Regions from separate parts of the Anser cygnoides genome. Here regions 2, 3, 4 and 5 are each linked to region 1. A link is a contact called in public Hi-C data. All regions are on one chromosome and are shown on one strand. The core of a region is the stretch at or near the end of the contact, and the rest is flanking DNA. Distances in the headings are between cores, read along the strand shown. Region 1 holds the start of FN1 (fibronectin 1). Region 2 overlaps ATIC (5-aminoimidazole-4-carboxamide ribonucleotide formyltransferase/IMP cyclohydrolase). Region 3 overlaps LOC106034489. Region 4 overlaps LOC106034489. Region 5 overlaps LOC106034489.

Region 1 (2,700 bases), core at 146-2,645:
GATGGGAATTAGCTCACCACAGCTCACCTCAATTGCTAGGTCAGGTTTCAATTTCCAGTAACCTTTCAGCAGGGAAGCTCATGTTAATGGGTCTGTGGAAGTTCCTCATAGGAAGGAAGAGAAATTTCTTAGAAAAGACACACCTGACAGCACAACTATTTGCTTTCCTGGAACAACGCATGTGCTGGACCTGTACACTGCCTAGAGGAACAGTCTCCATCCCAAGCTGGATATTACTGCCTGCATTTCGGTGAGGTAATACAACCAGTTTGCCCTAAGTGCGACTAGAGCTTGGTGCCCAACTCACTAAAGAACCCTCAAGGAGACCTGTAGGTGTTTGGCTTAAGATTCTTGGAAACACCGTAGGCTACTTCATGCTCATGTTTGTCAGAGTCGTTTTAATAAATCAGGAGCCAGAGCAGACTATTAGATCAACAATCCCTTTGCAAAGATGGAGTATGCACGTGAAGTCATCATGAAAACGGTTAGCAATGCAACCTTCCTATACGATCTGAACTCGAGGACCGGTCCAGCTGCTGTACCAGAGCAGGGAGCGCACGATGCTTTCCTCCCAAGCAGCTTCCTGCTTTAGGGCCACCATTACAGTGTGTGCTCTCTGCCTTGCAGCTTTCCTTCAACGTAGGGAAAAGAGAACCCCCCAAGCAGCAGAGATGCCAAAAGAGAGTGATAACATTTGTATACAGCCTCGTTAAGTTAGATCATCACACTGAAGATCCCATATATGTAAAGGGGGTACAAAGCCTAATAAGTTTTCACTTTTCTTTTGTTCTCAGAGTTGATTTTGGAGAGTAAGAAAAAATATCAGATTAAGAGGCTATTAAACTTATTTTGAACATAAGTGGCACCATTTTTTCCAAAGGGGGTGTGAAAACTTCTAACTTTGAGCCACTAGCAGCAGGCAAAACTCCACTTGGGGTTTCCTGTTTCCAACCTGCACACACGCGTTCCGCCTCACCTTCTCCCCCCGTGCAGAACATTATTCCTCCTGAACCGAGGCGTATCAGCTTACAGCGTCGCTCTAAAGAAAGAAAAGTTTTCCCCTCTGAAAAGAAAAGAAGAAAAAGAGCCATTTTGCTAAGCCATTTTGCAAAGCCCCACCAAAAGCCCCACAAAGCGGTACGACCGCCTCCCAGCCCTCTCTCCTCTCGTCCCCACACCCCTCCCCGGGGCAGGCAGCCCCCAGCCGGCCGAACCCCAGCCCTTTTGGGGCTGCTTTAGGGCTGCCGGGCGGGCTGTGCTCTGCTCTGTAGGGCGGTGGCAGCAACCCCCGGCCGGCCCCCGGCTGCTCCGAGTCCAATGGGCTCCGGGGCGGCGGCGGCTCCCCCCCTCCCCGTGCCTCCCGCCCTATATAGCGCCCGGGCGGCGCCGCTGCCCCATCCGTCGGGCTGCCTGCGAGCAGCCCCTGTTGCCGAGCCGTGCCGAGCCGTGCCCGGAGGATGCCGTGCCGAAACGGGTGGCGGCTGGCGCTGCTCGCCCTCTGCCTGGGGGTGGCAGCGGGAGGGGGCGCGGGGCAGCGGCGGGGAGGGAAGAGCCGGAGGCAGGCGCAGACCCCCACCGTGCCCCAAACCAGCCCAGCGCAGGGCAAGCGTGAGTACCAAAGGGCTAGCGGGCAGGGCTGGGTGGCTAGCAGCAGGTTTCGTCCTCAGGGGGTGGTCCCCGGGGGGGGGGCTTCTCACCGGTGGTCGCCTTCCCTCTGCGGGTGGGGGTCTCCGGGGTGGAGGTCTCGGCGATGCGAGACTTCTTTCTTCTCTCCTCTCGCCTGCCCAGAGACGTGTTTTGGGGTCTCGCTGATGGGAAACTTCTTTCTTCTCTCCCCAGAGACCTGTTTTGACAATGGAAGGTACTATCAGATAAACCAGCAGTGGGAGCGCATCTACCTGGGGAACACACTGGTCTGTACCTGCTATGGCGGGAGCAGAGGGTTTAACTGCGAAAGCAAGCCTGAACGTAAGTTGGTAGTGGGGTTTTTTTTGGCACCAAGTCCCCCAAAGGGCTCTTGAAGCCAAGTAGGCTAGGTGCTGTGGTGGGTTACAACCGGCAGACAGGGTTTTCAGCTGAAGTTTGGTACTTAGGGTCAGTAACGGATCTACGCTCACTTACATTGAAGATCTGGCTTGGGATTTTAAGAAATGCTTTTCATTAGAGATGGGCATGCCACCAGAACCCTGAGCCAAACATCACTCCTCTCTCTGGAGGATTGGATCTAAACGTTAACTTTGGAGCCAGCCTCTTCTTTATAACGAACTGAGCTGACTCCTCGACTCGCACGGGGAAGTTCAAATCTGGAGTCACTTTGCAGCTCTGGCTCTGTACAGTTTGATTGCTTCACCCCAACTTTTCATAGCTGTGCAGTGTCGTCAGCTTGTTTAAAAATATTTCAACTTACAACTTTCCACAGCTCCCCAGCCGTGCTGTGAGCTTGCTGTAATTGAGTGTAAAATGAGATTGTTTAGTCTCCTGCAGAAAAAGTTTAGGTAACAGAAAAAAACTTTAAATACAACGTCTGCTGGAAGATGCGTCTCTCTGAGATGCAATGTAGCTCAGATAATCAGATGCACACTCTCTATCTTTATTGGTCTGAAGCCACTGGTTTGCTATAATTCCTTTATGTTGCTCTAGAGATACAAGAGGAAAAGCTGGTTCCTGGCTGATAACATTAACGTAAGACCGATAGGAGCA
Region 2 (2,700 bases), core at 103-2,602, 67 kb after region 1:
TCTTGAACAATGACCGGTCGATGACTGCATTGTTCCTCTTCTGCATGAGATGCAGTCCAAAGAGGGTCCGAATCTCAGTGTCATCGGGCTCGTAAGCTGGGTCCATCTAAAAGCCAACAGATAGGCCAGTTAAAGCACTTAAAAGTTAAAGCGTCCATGGTGCAAGCCACAAAATTCTACAGCCTTCCAGTCTTTACAGAAAGGTAGGAACTTCTGCACAAAGAGTCTTGTAGTCCACCACAGGAACGTCACAAATATTTTAAGTGCTTTCATATATGCCTTAAGGTACAATTTCCAAGCCACTTGACATTAAAGAAAACAGCGAACGTGATTATTTCCAGAGATTCACTCTCCTGGGGCTCATCTATGCAAGCATGCAGCACAATTAAGCTGTACAGGTGTAAGGGGCCAAGTTAAATGGAACTGTTAAGCTTCGTTAAGGTCTACCCATGCATAGGCTTATTTAGAACTTTGGTAGCCCCTCTTCAGGTAATTGAGGCATGAAGTAAACCAGATTAAGGCTCCCAGCTTTAAATACAAGCGTGCACACACTTTATATGGCTTCCCTAACCCATTTAAGTTTGTCCAGATCAACTTTGCTTAGCATCCCTGTTCAGACAGGCCCTAAAGCTACAGTCTTAACCAATCTGACCTCATCCTTGCAAAGCTAATTGAATTCAGGAGGTAATCGCCTGCCAAGATTGTCTGCAATTTCATTCCTGCCTGCCTCAAGCTCCTGAGCCACCTTCTACAGCTCCCTCGGTAGTAACACTACAATTGCAACTTCAGGTAACCCTTGGCTCTTCTTTCTGCGATGTTCTAGTAAAGTTCTGTGCAGGTTTGTCTCAGATTCAAGCAGAAGCGGGACCTTTTTGGCTGCTCTGACAGCATTATTAATCTGTCAGTCCAGTCACCAGAAGTGGATGATTTTGAAGGAATCCCCCAAAAACCAGGAAACATTTCCTTATGTTGCAGGGAAGCCTGGATTCCCTAGTCCAGATACCCCAAAGCAATCTGGACACTAGCGCCTGTGAAAAGCAGATACAGGAAGAGCATCAGAGGGTTACAGTGTAGCAGGAATACAAACCTGGAGGACGCAGTAACTACCATTTTTCTTTTTGGCAAGAATTTTGAGGGCTTCTTCCTCGTATCCAGGAGCTACCACGCCATCAGATACCTGCAACACACAGAGATCTCAGTGTCCATGTGAAAAAGAGAGGAGCTAATGCCAAAACCTCTTCCTCTCATAACCAAAAGGATGGAGGCTGACCTGTCAGGGTCTGTCTGTACCATATAATACCACTACAATATCTGTTCCAGCCTTTCAAACAGGAAACAGCAGAGCACTGGCAGCTCTTAGCAGAGTTAGTGAAAGCTGTTGCACAATCAATCACTTCATACACAACAGAACTAGTAACTAATGTATCCCTCCAGGAGGAAAACTGCTGGTGGAGGACATCCCTACTTCTCAGCTCTAACAGGAAACATGCCTCAAAAAAATATATATATATAAAAATCCCTATTTCAGCAGTCACCCTCCTGATGACAAAATATTGGCAAAAGAGCTAAAAGAGTAGTTTTGTTTTGCCTTAAAAGTGCTGAAGCTAGGAAGAGTTACTCAGTGCCATGAAGTTGTATACTTCTTTCACATTCTCATCACCCAACATTTTTTAATTTTTGCTTTGTTTCTTAATAGGTAGTGTTCCAAATGTTGCCCTCACAAACAAGTCAAATGTGACCTTTCATTTTTTTTCTGAGAAGAAATCTCCAGTATACAAGACAGCTTTTCGTGTTGTGCTTTCCCCTCCAACAAAACCATAAGCAGCATGGAACAGGATGAACGTGCCTGGTAAAGCATTAACTCCCTGTTGTTTAACTCTGCTTTTAAACTTGTGCAATGCGGTTAGCTATGGAGTTAAAGATGAACCCAGCGAAGTTTAAAGTGCAGCCTGGGAAGCAGCTGAGCCAATAGGTAACTTGTACCAACCGGCAGGCAGCAATCTACATCCACATTCCTGCCTGGGGCAAGAGGCTCCAGCCCCCTACTCTTCCAACTGCAGCCTTTCAAGCAGATCCTCCTGAGAGCACAATCAGGGCTCCTTTCCAGGGGCCTACTGGGAGACGGATGTTTGCAATCACCTCTTGGACAGCATCGTTTCAAGCATCACGATTTCACAAGCTCTGCCATGCAGCCAGGCAGAAGGAAGAGAGCATCAAGAGAGAGGTGTAAATTCTGCACCCCACACACTGAATTACACAAATGAATCAATATAGAGTCTTAAGTAAACAGGTCAAATTCAAACAGAACGGCTGCTACAAACCAGTGGCTCCAGCTATTGAGATTTTCCCTTCTACCTCTAAGATTTGCTGCTTGTTAACTAACCTCTCTGGAAATAATCTTAGCAGTAGGCACATCGCAGACATCAGACAAGGCAATGAAGTCACCAAAAGAAGACATCCGATCAGCACCTGCAAAAATCACATTTTCTAGTAACTTATCCAGCTACGGCATAATGCAGAGAGAAGTCTTTGCTCCCACAACCCAGCCAATTTCCAAGAGAACTAGTAATTTAATTCCACAGCAAAAAAAATAGGCCATGAGAGCAACAAGAATGAAAAATCCTACCTCAATCCCATGCACCTTTAAAGATTTGCATAGCTCAGGTATTCTGTCTTCCTTCACTGCGTTTGTAAAAGCTC
Region 3 (2,700 bases), core at 166-2,665, 120 kb before region 1:
ACTTCAGAAACAAATCCTGCCAGACATCAGGGACCACCAGGGAATGGCACATGGCCTCCTGAATTCCCAGCTTGTGGCTTGGATCTGCCTATATTAAAAATAAGGCTTCAAAAGAGATTTAATTCACTCTGCTCCCGCCTGTCCTTGGACAAGCTTTTCCCATAGGAGCTGGGGCCACTTTGGTCTTTGTCCAGAGGCTGTCCCTCAGAGTGGGGGATGCTTTAATTCCTCTGATTTGCTGCTCTCAGCTCACATCAGAAGCCCCACGTCTGGATGCTGTATCAAACAGTGAACAGCTTGGTGCTTTTAGGAGGCGAGACAGATGCAGTCAGGCTTTTTATCTTCCAGGGCCTCCAAATTGCTGGATTTGTATTTTATTTCAATGATCTCTCAATTGCTAGTCATTACACAGAGCAAAAGAACAGCCACATTTGGATAACTTTTCGCTTGGCCAAAGCCCGTGCTTAAATACAATTCCTGTCTCCCAGCGACCCATGGTGGGGGTTATTTTCCAGCCTGAAACCTCGAGAAGTCGAGTTGAGCTGGAAATGATTTGTGCTACTCTACGTGCCGAGAGCTGAGAGTGGGACTTCGGGTGGCTGTGAGTTTCCTTCACCCATCAGTGAATCACCAACCTGTAGAAAGGAGAAAAGAGAAATAGAAATGGGCTCCCACGCCCGGCTCTCCCCGTCAGCGCCAGCTGCTGACAGCCTCTCCGAGCAGTTTCACTTCATGCCACAGCGCTCCATCTGCAGCTGCAGTCCACCAACTGGCTCTTTGGGAGCTCGCTGACCTTATAAAGCATGATTTGGTTTTGTTTAAGGAAACAACCCCGACTGTTTGGAAGATGCTTTGATCCTAAATAGCGTTTTGAAGCCACAGGGCCGGGTGAGGCTATGAAATGATCTGCTGGTGAGTCACAGCACCGCTTTCGGGGCTATCCATTTTGTCAAGCAGCATACCTGATTCTCTTGCTCCTCATCAAATATTTGCTGTCTGTCTGAGCTTATAAAGGCGACTTCACAGCCGAAGCAAACGCCTGCCTTGACAGTGGTCCATCCCTCCGCTGCCGGCTCCTCTTGCACACATGCACACGCGCACTTTGCGGAGGAGACGTGCATAAAGCCAGCAGACAAAGGCAGTAATCAAAGTTGCACGCAAAGCAAAAGAGATGACCAACAAATGCCATTAGCTTCCAGGAAACAGCAAGCTTTCAGAGGCCAAATCACCCTCGGTGAGAGCTAGCCCAGCTCCATTAAATTCAACAGACGCTGTTACACTTCAGTGAAGTAGGTCTTTTAGGGTTTATTTGAGGTTAACTGCCCAAATCCCTGGCTTACAGACCTCTTTATGTCCAAGATAACAAATGGGAAGGCAAATAAGAGCTCAGAAAGAAGCCGTGCTAGCGACTGGTTGCCTGCCCTCTGGCTCGCTGTATTTGCTGACAGCACAGCTATGCGAAGCATTCGGCTCGACGCGCAGCGTGGCCATCCTGCTTTTATTTAAGGACACCACCTCACTCCCCTGTGTTTGCTTTTTGGGGACTTTGCCTAGCTGCCAGGTAGGGATATCCACATCGAGTAAACAAGTGCTATCTGCACTTTTCCCGGTATAAACAAAGGCTGGGCTTTGTCCTCACCACGAGGATGCTGCAGTAAGAAAAGAAAACAAAAAAGCTAACACTTACCTTTCAGTGAGTAGGATTCTCCTAAAATAAATAAAAGGATGTTTAAAAATGAACGTTAAAGCTGTGGAGCAACCTAAGCTATTACATTAGCAATTGCTTAGTCCCAGGCCAGCCCTAGCCATCCTCTGGTGGCAGGGGATGTGGCTCTGTGGGAAGATGGAGCCTGAGCAGATGTTAATGCCCCTGGAGCTCCTGACCCTATAAATGTTTAGTCCCTTGTTCAGCTGCTCTCACCAAAGCCAGGCTCAAAGCTTGTGCTCAAGTGCCTGTGACCCAGACTTTAAATCATTAACCGTACGGATTGGTAATGGGAAAAGGAAAAGAAAAGATTGTGGGGGGAGGAAGGAGGAAAATGCCTTTAAAGACTAGGAGCTGGACAAAACAATGCTGATTTTAGTCATGGCCCTGAGATCAGCAATAAAAGAGATCTGGATCTCAAAAGATTACACGCATTGGGTGTAAGCTGTTGGGAAGCAGAAATTGTGTGCTAATAACACGAGGATGGCAGACTGATGGAGAGGCCACTGGCATTTGGATGCCTCCTCTTGGCATGTCCTTTCTTATTACTTCCATTCTCCAAGAGGCAAATTTACTTAGCTCTGCCCCAAATGAGCCTTGGGGAACCCCAGACCTCCAGATTCACAAACGCAGGCTGCGATTCGACGTCGAACGCAGAGCAGTCCTGGGCACTGAGCTCTCGAAGATGTGAGTTAACTGGAGAAAGTCCAAGAGGGAACATTAAGAAAGGCCAGAAGACACAATTTATGAGGAAAGAGTGAAAGAATGAAGGTTGTTTAGTCTAGAAGATGGATGATTACGCCCTTCAACTACATACAGGACAAAGAATGGATTAATCCTTCCTCAGCAGTCATGGTAGACAGTCAGAGTAGTAATAGGCTTACATTGCACCAGGGATGATTTTGGTTACACGTTAAGCAACACTTTCCTCTGCTTACTCTCCAAGACTGCCTGCTGAGTCTGCATCTATGGATTTTTATTTATTTACTTATTTA
Region 4 (2,700 bases), core at 148-2,647, 75 kb before region 1:
AGATGCTGCCCCATTTTCTCCAGGACTATCACTTCTACAATCCAGTGCTCCCAAATCCTGGTAAGTGAGGGCAAGGAATACAGCCTGCCATGAACCACAAGTTCCTCAACGCTTCACAGCTTCCTTCAACCTTCTGGCATTTGTGTCCTCCTACGAGAGTCCTAGCAGAGCTCGTTTCCTCCACCTTTCCTAAAGTTATTTAGGAAAACACTCCATTAGGCATCAGCTACTCTGTTAGGATTTATTAGCTCCCACTGGGAGAGAGGAACAGAGATTCACATGAGTCATTAAGTTTAAGCCCTGCCGGCAGGATGGACATGAAAAATGATATTTTAGTAGGGTTTGCATTGGCACTGCTTACCCACTTAAACGCTTATAGTATAATTACTACGGGAAAAAGGATGTTGGATGATTTCAGAAAAAAAAAAGAAAAAAAGAAAAAAACACACAACCCAAACACAAAAATCCTCCGCAGAACCCAAATACACTACACGCATTTCTGCAAATTCTTTATGGTGGGATTGGCTGCTCTGCTAAAACAAGTTACAGGGATCAGGTTGTCTGTGTCCTCCAAAGCAAGACCCTACTCAGAAGCTTGATTTTTTTTTGATTTGGGGGTTGGACCTGATGATCTCTTAAGGTCCCTTCCAACCCCTACAGTTCTGTGATTTTACTGCAAGGGCAAGCAAAAAAAGCCAACTGCTGTCTGCTGCAGAGGCCATTATTGTGAACGCAGACATGGTCAAAATTTGTTCTCAGGATATCCTTCGTGGGGCATAAATGACAAACTCCAAAGGATGCTTGGGCTGAATCTTGGTTTTTAATTTCATTCAATATTAGGAAAATTGAAAATTTTAACCAAATGGAATTTGGCTAAAAAATCAGAAAGCATTCAGGCAATCCATGAATGATTTTATTTTCTTTCTGGTATTTTTGTATATTCTGTTCTATATTTTGGTATTTCTTTTGGCTATTTTTCACCTCTCTCTGTCTTGTAGACATGCAAACATACTCTGCCAGCTGGCCAGGCAACAATCCCTTTTGATTTAGTTAAACAGAAATGGTCAGAGGAGCCACAGCTGATGGGGGTCTTCATTCCAGGCTGACGTGGGATATCCACGGGGTGTGTGGGGTGCTCACAGCCCATGGAGTACAGGAGCTAAAAGGCAGTGGCAACATCCAGCTCTAGGTCCTGAGGGGCTTGTGGCACTCCCTGAGGTCCCTCTGCAGCAGATAACAAATCCCAGGTGGCCTGAGAGCATCCCAGTCCCAGCCATGACCCGCTGGCGATGCAGAGCAAGTGCAAAGAGGCCATCGACCCCGTTACGCAAGCCCAAAAGGAGCGAGCGTGAGCACCTGAGCCCATGGCTCCTGCACAGCACGTAGCCAAAAAACCTCCCTGGCAGACAAGCAGTGCTTTGTACGGTGTTGGGAAACACAGGTCCCTGCTCCTGGGCTCAGCCAGAGCCTGATGGCCGTCGGAGCGATCCCACCAGGGTGACGGGAGAAATTCATCACATTAAGAAAACATGCTATAATTAGAAATGGGTTAAAAACAGCTGGACAGACCTCATTACTTGTTTTTTGTTTGCTTTTGCAAAACCAATACCAAGAATGGTTTGGCTTCAGGCCTCGTTTCTGAGCTCATAGTGTTCATGGGTGGATCTGGGGACCAGAGGAGTGGTTTCTGTTAAGAGCTGTCGGCAGAAAAAGAGCAAACCATCACCCGTTTCAGCGTGCTCCTGTGTTTGTAGAGCTGAGCCCGCTCTGACGATCACCGCTCGTGTCACTGCTGGTTTGGAAATGAGGTGACTGAGTGAAGCTGTGGAGCTGCTTCGCTGCACTTCAGGGCTGGGTTATCCCCTCCGTATTCAGACCGGGGCTCTGCAGAAGATGCTCACTCTGTAGGGTGTCAGTAGACTGACCCAAGGCCCACCAATACCTTATTCTGCAGGCTGCTCAGGTGTGAACAAGGGGCTTGGTCAGGCAGATGAGAGCTGCCCCCCTGTTCAGGCAGCTCCCCCAGTCCCACAGCACAGCGCTTGACATTTATTGCAGCTCCTCTGGAGAGGGATGCTGCCAGAAACAAGTTCCCAGCAGCAAGACAGGACAAGGAAAAAGGATCTAGCAGTGGTGGTAACTCCCCTTCTGCCATGCTTTCTCCTTCCTCCCACTCACATCTATACAAATCCACTCATAGGTGATTATCTGACCAAAGTCTTGTCAATTTTACCCAGAGATAACACTACTGACTTCAGTGACATTGTTTGAGCCTCGCCTACGTCACCCGACAATCATATAAACCCCCGTGTTTTAGGAGCCCTATAAATTTCTAGCTAACGTGGAATATGACAGGGTTAAGTGCTCTTACTGCTGCAGGATTTATTGTGGGCCCTGCAAGCTCAACCTAATCCAGGAAAAGGCTTAATCACAAAGTTATCTTCCACGCTGCTGGCACCCATTGGACTATGTCTGCATACACACATGGCTTCATAAAGCATTAGTCAGTAGAAAGACACATTTTTTTTCAGTGTATTAGCTTTTAGGGAAAATAACCTCTCAGCTGTTTGCCATTTTACCATTCCGGTATCAAGTGATGGAGTCTTATCATTAAACATCTCCTCAGGCCTTATCACTATCGCATTCCCACATCAGCTGCCTTTTTTAATGAGCTGTGGGGAACTATCGAAGTCTCACTGC
Region 5 (2,700 bases), core at 155-2,654, 100 kb before region 1:
AGAGCTGTTGCCAGGTTAACTCCTAGAAAAATCAGCCTCAGCCCAAAGGGCAGATAATAAATTGGTGTATAAGCTAAACAAAGTGCTGACGCAGCCTTTGCTGGAACAGCACTCCCAGCGCCGCTGTAATACGGGGCCAGGCTGAAATTCCGCTGTGATTGACACTCTGCCATCACATCATTTGTTACCGATCCCATTTTTCCTCCCTTCCTCTGCTTTTCACTTCAAGGGACAGGACCTGCAGCAGCACAGCCTGCAGAGCCCTCCTCCGATCTGTTTTCCATTTGAGCATCCTCCTCTGAGGATTGACTCATGCTTCTTGACATAAAGCACCGCCTCTTTGGGCTCTTATAAGGAAACAGCAGGAGAGAATTGTCTAATTCAGACTTTTTGGCAGACTTTGCATACTATGCATTATAGCGTGCATTTCTAGCCAATGCCTTTGCCCTTTTGTGGTCATTTCAGAACAAACTGAGCTTCCTCCCTCAACGTTTTGGGTACTTTTGCAAACTCACAATGCCTCAGACCAAACAGAATTAGTGTGAGGCTGGGAGTACATCAAACCTTGGAGGAATTATTTTAACATATGAACCATAAACACTCCTCTTCCATTTCTGCTTTGCTAGTAATTCACATCCCAGTGACTCCAGGATTTTGCTACAGGGAAATACATTTCAACATCATATACAACAAATGGGATGCACAAAGATTATCATGGCCATGGCCTGCATTTATGGGAGCCCTGTATCTGTCCCACGCTCAGGTCTTTAAAACTGGAGCTGTGAAAAAATGCCTATAGTGAAACACGAAACCAAATGAGACTGACCTGGCCTGGGATTTGGTTATATATGGGAAAGTCAGGCTGAGTTCACCTAGAGAGTTGTGAAGGTTCATGAACCTTGGGAGGGAGCAAAGGTCCAGTTCCGAGGAAGCCTAGCCAAACCTTTTCCAGAAATGTTAAACTAGTATATATTTGGGAACAGAGAGATCCTGTAAAATAAATAGTTTTAATAGGAAATCTATTGGAGGGAGACCTGGTGGTTTCAGCAGCGTTTAGCATTAACGTGGTGAATGAAGAGAAGGCTCAAGCTCACACAGAGCCTGAGAAGTGTTAAAAAACTCAGGCTGAACCCGGAGCCCCTTGTTCCTGAGGATCCTATTATAAATGTGTCATTTGCAGCTCTAGAGGTGAGAAGAGTTGACTTTATTGGGTATCTGCACCATATCTGAAATAGGGAAGTCTCAAGCTGGCTGAGCCCTTTACACTCTGATGAACTGAAGGCATCTCCTCATTTTCCCCTGAAAATTTTCTCAGGATTTTTTTGTACTGAAAACTACCGGTCTGCCCTCTATGCCCCTCCTTTTGGCCACGTTCAGCAAAATATTTCACAAACATGGACGAAAACTAACTGAAAGTTCAGTAAGCACTGTTATTTCCAGAGAAGGAAATTAAAATTTTCATCTGAAAATCATGACTGTTTCCATGGAACAGATCTTTGGAGACAGGTTCTCTGATCATCAGTACTACGATGCCCTACAACAAAATATGGGAAAACCCCAATGTAACTGACTTTCTCAGAGGCAAAGGAGCATGCCAGCGACTTAACAGGGGCTGGAGATTTTGCTTTGGGTCATGACTCCACTTTTTTTTCAAGATTTGGCAAAGGTAAATGGAAAAAGATTTTCAGTATAGCTGGTATCTAATCTTTAAATTAGAAAGGAACTGAAACCAGGGCTTCGGACTTTAATTACCACTACCAGGCTCCTAAAGCTGGGAGGAAAAAGTATGATAATGCTTTTAAACACCAGATTACTAATCTGCAGCCTGATTAACGAGCTCCCATATGCCAGACAAGCTGGTCTCAAAGGGACTCCCCTGCCCCTTACTCTGTGGGTCTGGGCAGCAGTGGTGATGCTCACCACAATGACTGCCCTGCCTCCGAACCCTGACAGCCCTGGGCTCCAAGAAGGGAACATACTGGTGGTCTCGGCCTCATGGCTGTCAGCAGAAGAGGACAGTGGGTGTCAGGGGATCAAGCTGGAGCAATTTTGGTGTTGAACCTACCTTTGATAGGTCTGGCTCTTGCCCCATCTGACTTGCTCGCTCCAGGAGTGAACACAGACAGGCAGGGCAGAGCCCTTGGTTCATCTGTCAGCTTAAAAAAACCAACGACAACAAAAAATAAAAAATAAAAAATAAAAAAAACAGAAATAAAAAACAGAAATTAGCCTTGCTTTCCCCTAAGAGAACATCCCAACCATACTGTGATAGGAAAAGAATTAGGAATTAAGAAAGAACGGTGGCACGAATGCCATAAACATCACTTCTGTGTGCGCTCCGCTGCCAGAGCACACATAATAAAGCTTAATTTCCTGGTGCTGTGCCCTGCCTGTAATACACTGCCCAGATCTTCCTACTGCTCCCAGCTGAGAGCCAAGTCATTCTATAGGATTATTTTGTTAAGAGCAAAGCTACTTGATCAGAAGAGATTTAACACCAGATTATGGCCACAGCTTTTTCCGGCCCGGCGGCTGTGGAGGAAGAGGGCAGGAGCTGCTGGTGATGTGAGGCTGAGCCTGGAGCTTGGGAGGCCTGGGTTCAGCCCTTGCAGCAAGTCCCCTGTAAATCTGGAGATAAGACACCCTCTACTGCCTTTTCCACACCGAAATACAGGGTTTGAGGAAGGGGGATGTGTTACA

The links. A called contact is a pair of places that touch in the nucleus more often than the background predicts.
Region 2: a Hi-C map of liver shows a contact between it and region 1, with 1.9 times the contacts expected there. The contact joins the enhancer-like site here to the promoter of FN1 in region 1. A contact is called at or near these places in 2 of 7 Hi-C or Micro-C datasets (both in liver).
Region 3: a contact with region 1 is called in a Hi-C map of liver, with 1.8 times the contacts expected there. The contact joins the enhancer-like site here to the promoter of FN1 in region 1. A contact is called at or near these places in 3 of 7 Hi-C or Micro-C datasets (granulosa cells and liver).
Region 4: a Hi-C map of liver shows a contact between it and region 1, with 2.3 times the contacts expected there. The contact joins the enhancer-like site here to the promoter of FN1 in region 1. A contact is called at or near these places in 2 of 7 Hi-C or Micro-C datasets (both in liver).
Region 5: a Hi-C map of liver shows a contact between it and region 1, with 6 times the contacts expected there. The contact joins the enhancer-like site here to the promoter of FN1 in region 1. A contact is called at or near these places in 2 of 7 Hi-C or Micro-C datasets (both in liver).

Annotation. Positions count from the first base shown.
Region 1 is chr6:10,578,383-10,581,082 of Taihu_goose_T2T_genome, reverse strand. FN1 (fibronectin 1) reads left to right here and starts at 1,395. Exons shown (of 46, transcript XM_048058515.2): 1 at 1,395-1,608; 2 at 1,840-1,968. The coding sequence starts at 1,458.
Region 2 is chr6:10,511,198-10,513,897 of Taihu_goose_T2T_genome, reverse strand. ATIC (5-aminoimidazole-4-carboxamide ribonucleotide formyltransferase/IMP cyclohydrolase) reads right to left here. Exons shown (of 16, transcript XM_013178608.3): 10 at 2,384-2,469; 11 at 1,088-1,177; 12 at 1-106. Among named protein-coding and RNA genes, the nearest start is that of ABCA12, 12 kb to the right of the region's middle. Within about 2 kb of position 1,352, at least 2 of the 3 cell types and tissues checked have open chromatin away from gene starts, as enhancers often do. A contact at or near this core is called in liver, where this site is marked.
Region 3 is chr6:10,703,281-10,705,980 of Taihu_goose_T2T_genome, reverse strand. The region is part of intron 15 of LOC106034489; the gene reads right to left. Among named protein-coding and RNA genes, the nearest start is that of MREG, 22 kb to the left of the region's middle. Within about 2 kb of position 1,415, at least 2 of the 3 cell types and tissues checked have open chromatin away from gene starts, as enhancers often do. A contact at or near this core is called in liver, where this site is marked.
Region 4 is chr6:10,653,123-10,655,822 of Taihu_goose_T2T_genome, reverse strand. All of the region lies in intron 5 of LOC106034489, which reads right to left. Among named protein-coding and RNA genes, the nearest start is that of MREG, 72 kb to the left of the region's middle. Within about 2 kb of position 1,397, at least 2 of the 3 cell types and tissues checked have open chromatin away from gene starts, as enhancers often do. A contact at or near this core is called in liver, where this site is marked.
Region 5 is chr6:10,681,560-10,684,259 of Taihu_goose_T2T_genome, reverse strand. It overlaps LOC106034489, which reads right to left. Exons shown (of 21, transcript XM_066999647.1): 9 at 2,066-2,156. Among named protein-coding and RNA genes, the nearest start is that of MREG, 44 kb to the left of the region's middle. Within about 2 kb of position 1,404, at least 2 of the 3 cell types and tissues checked have open chromatin away from gene starts, as enhancers often do. A contact at or near this core is called in liver, where this site is marked.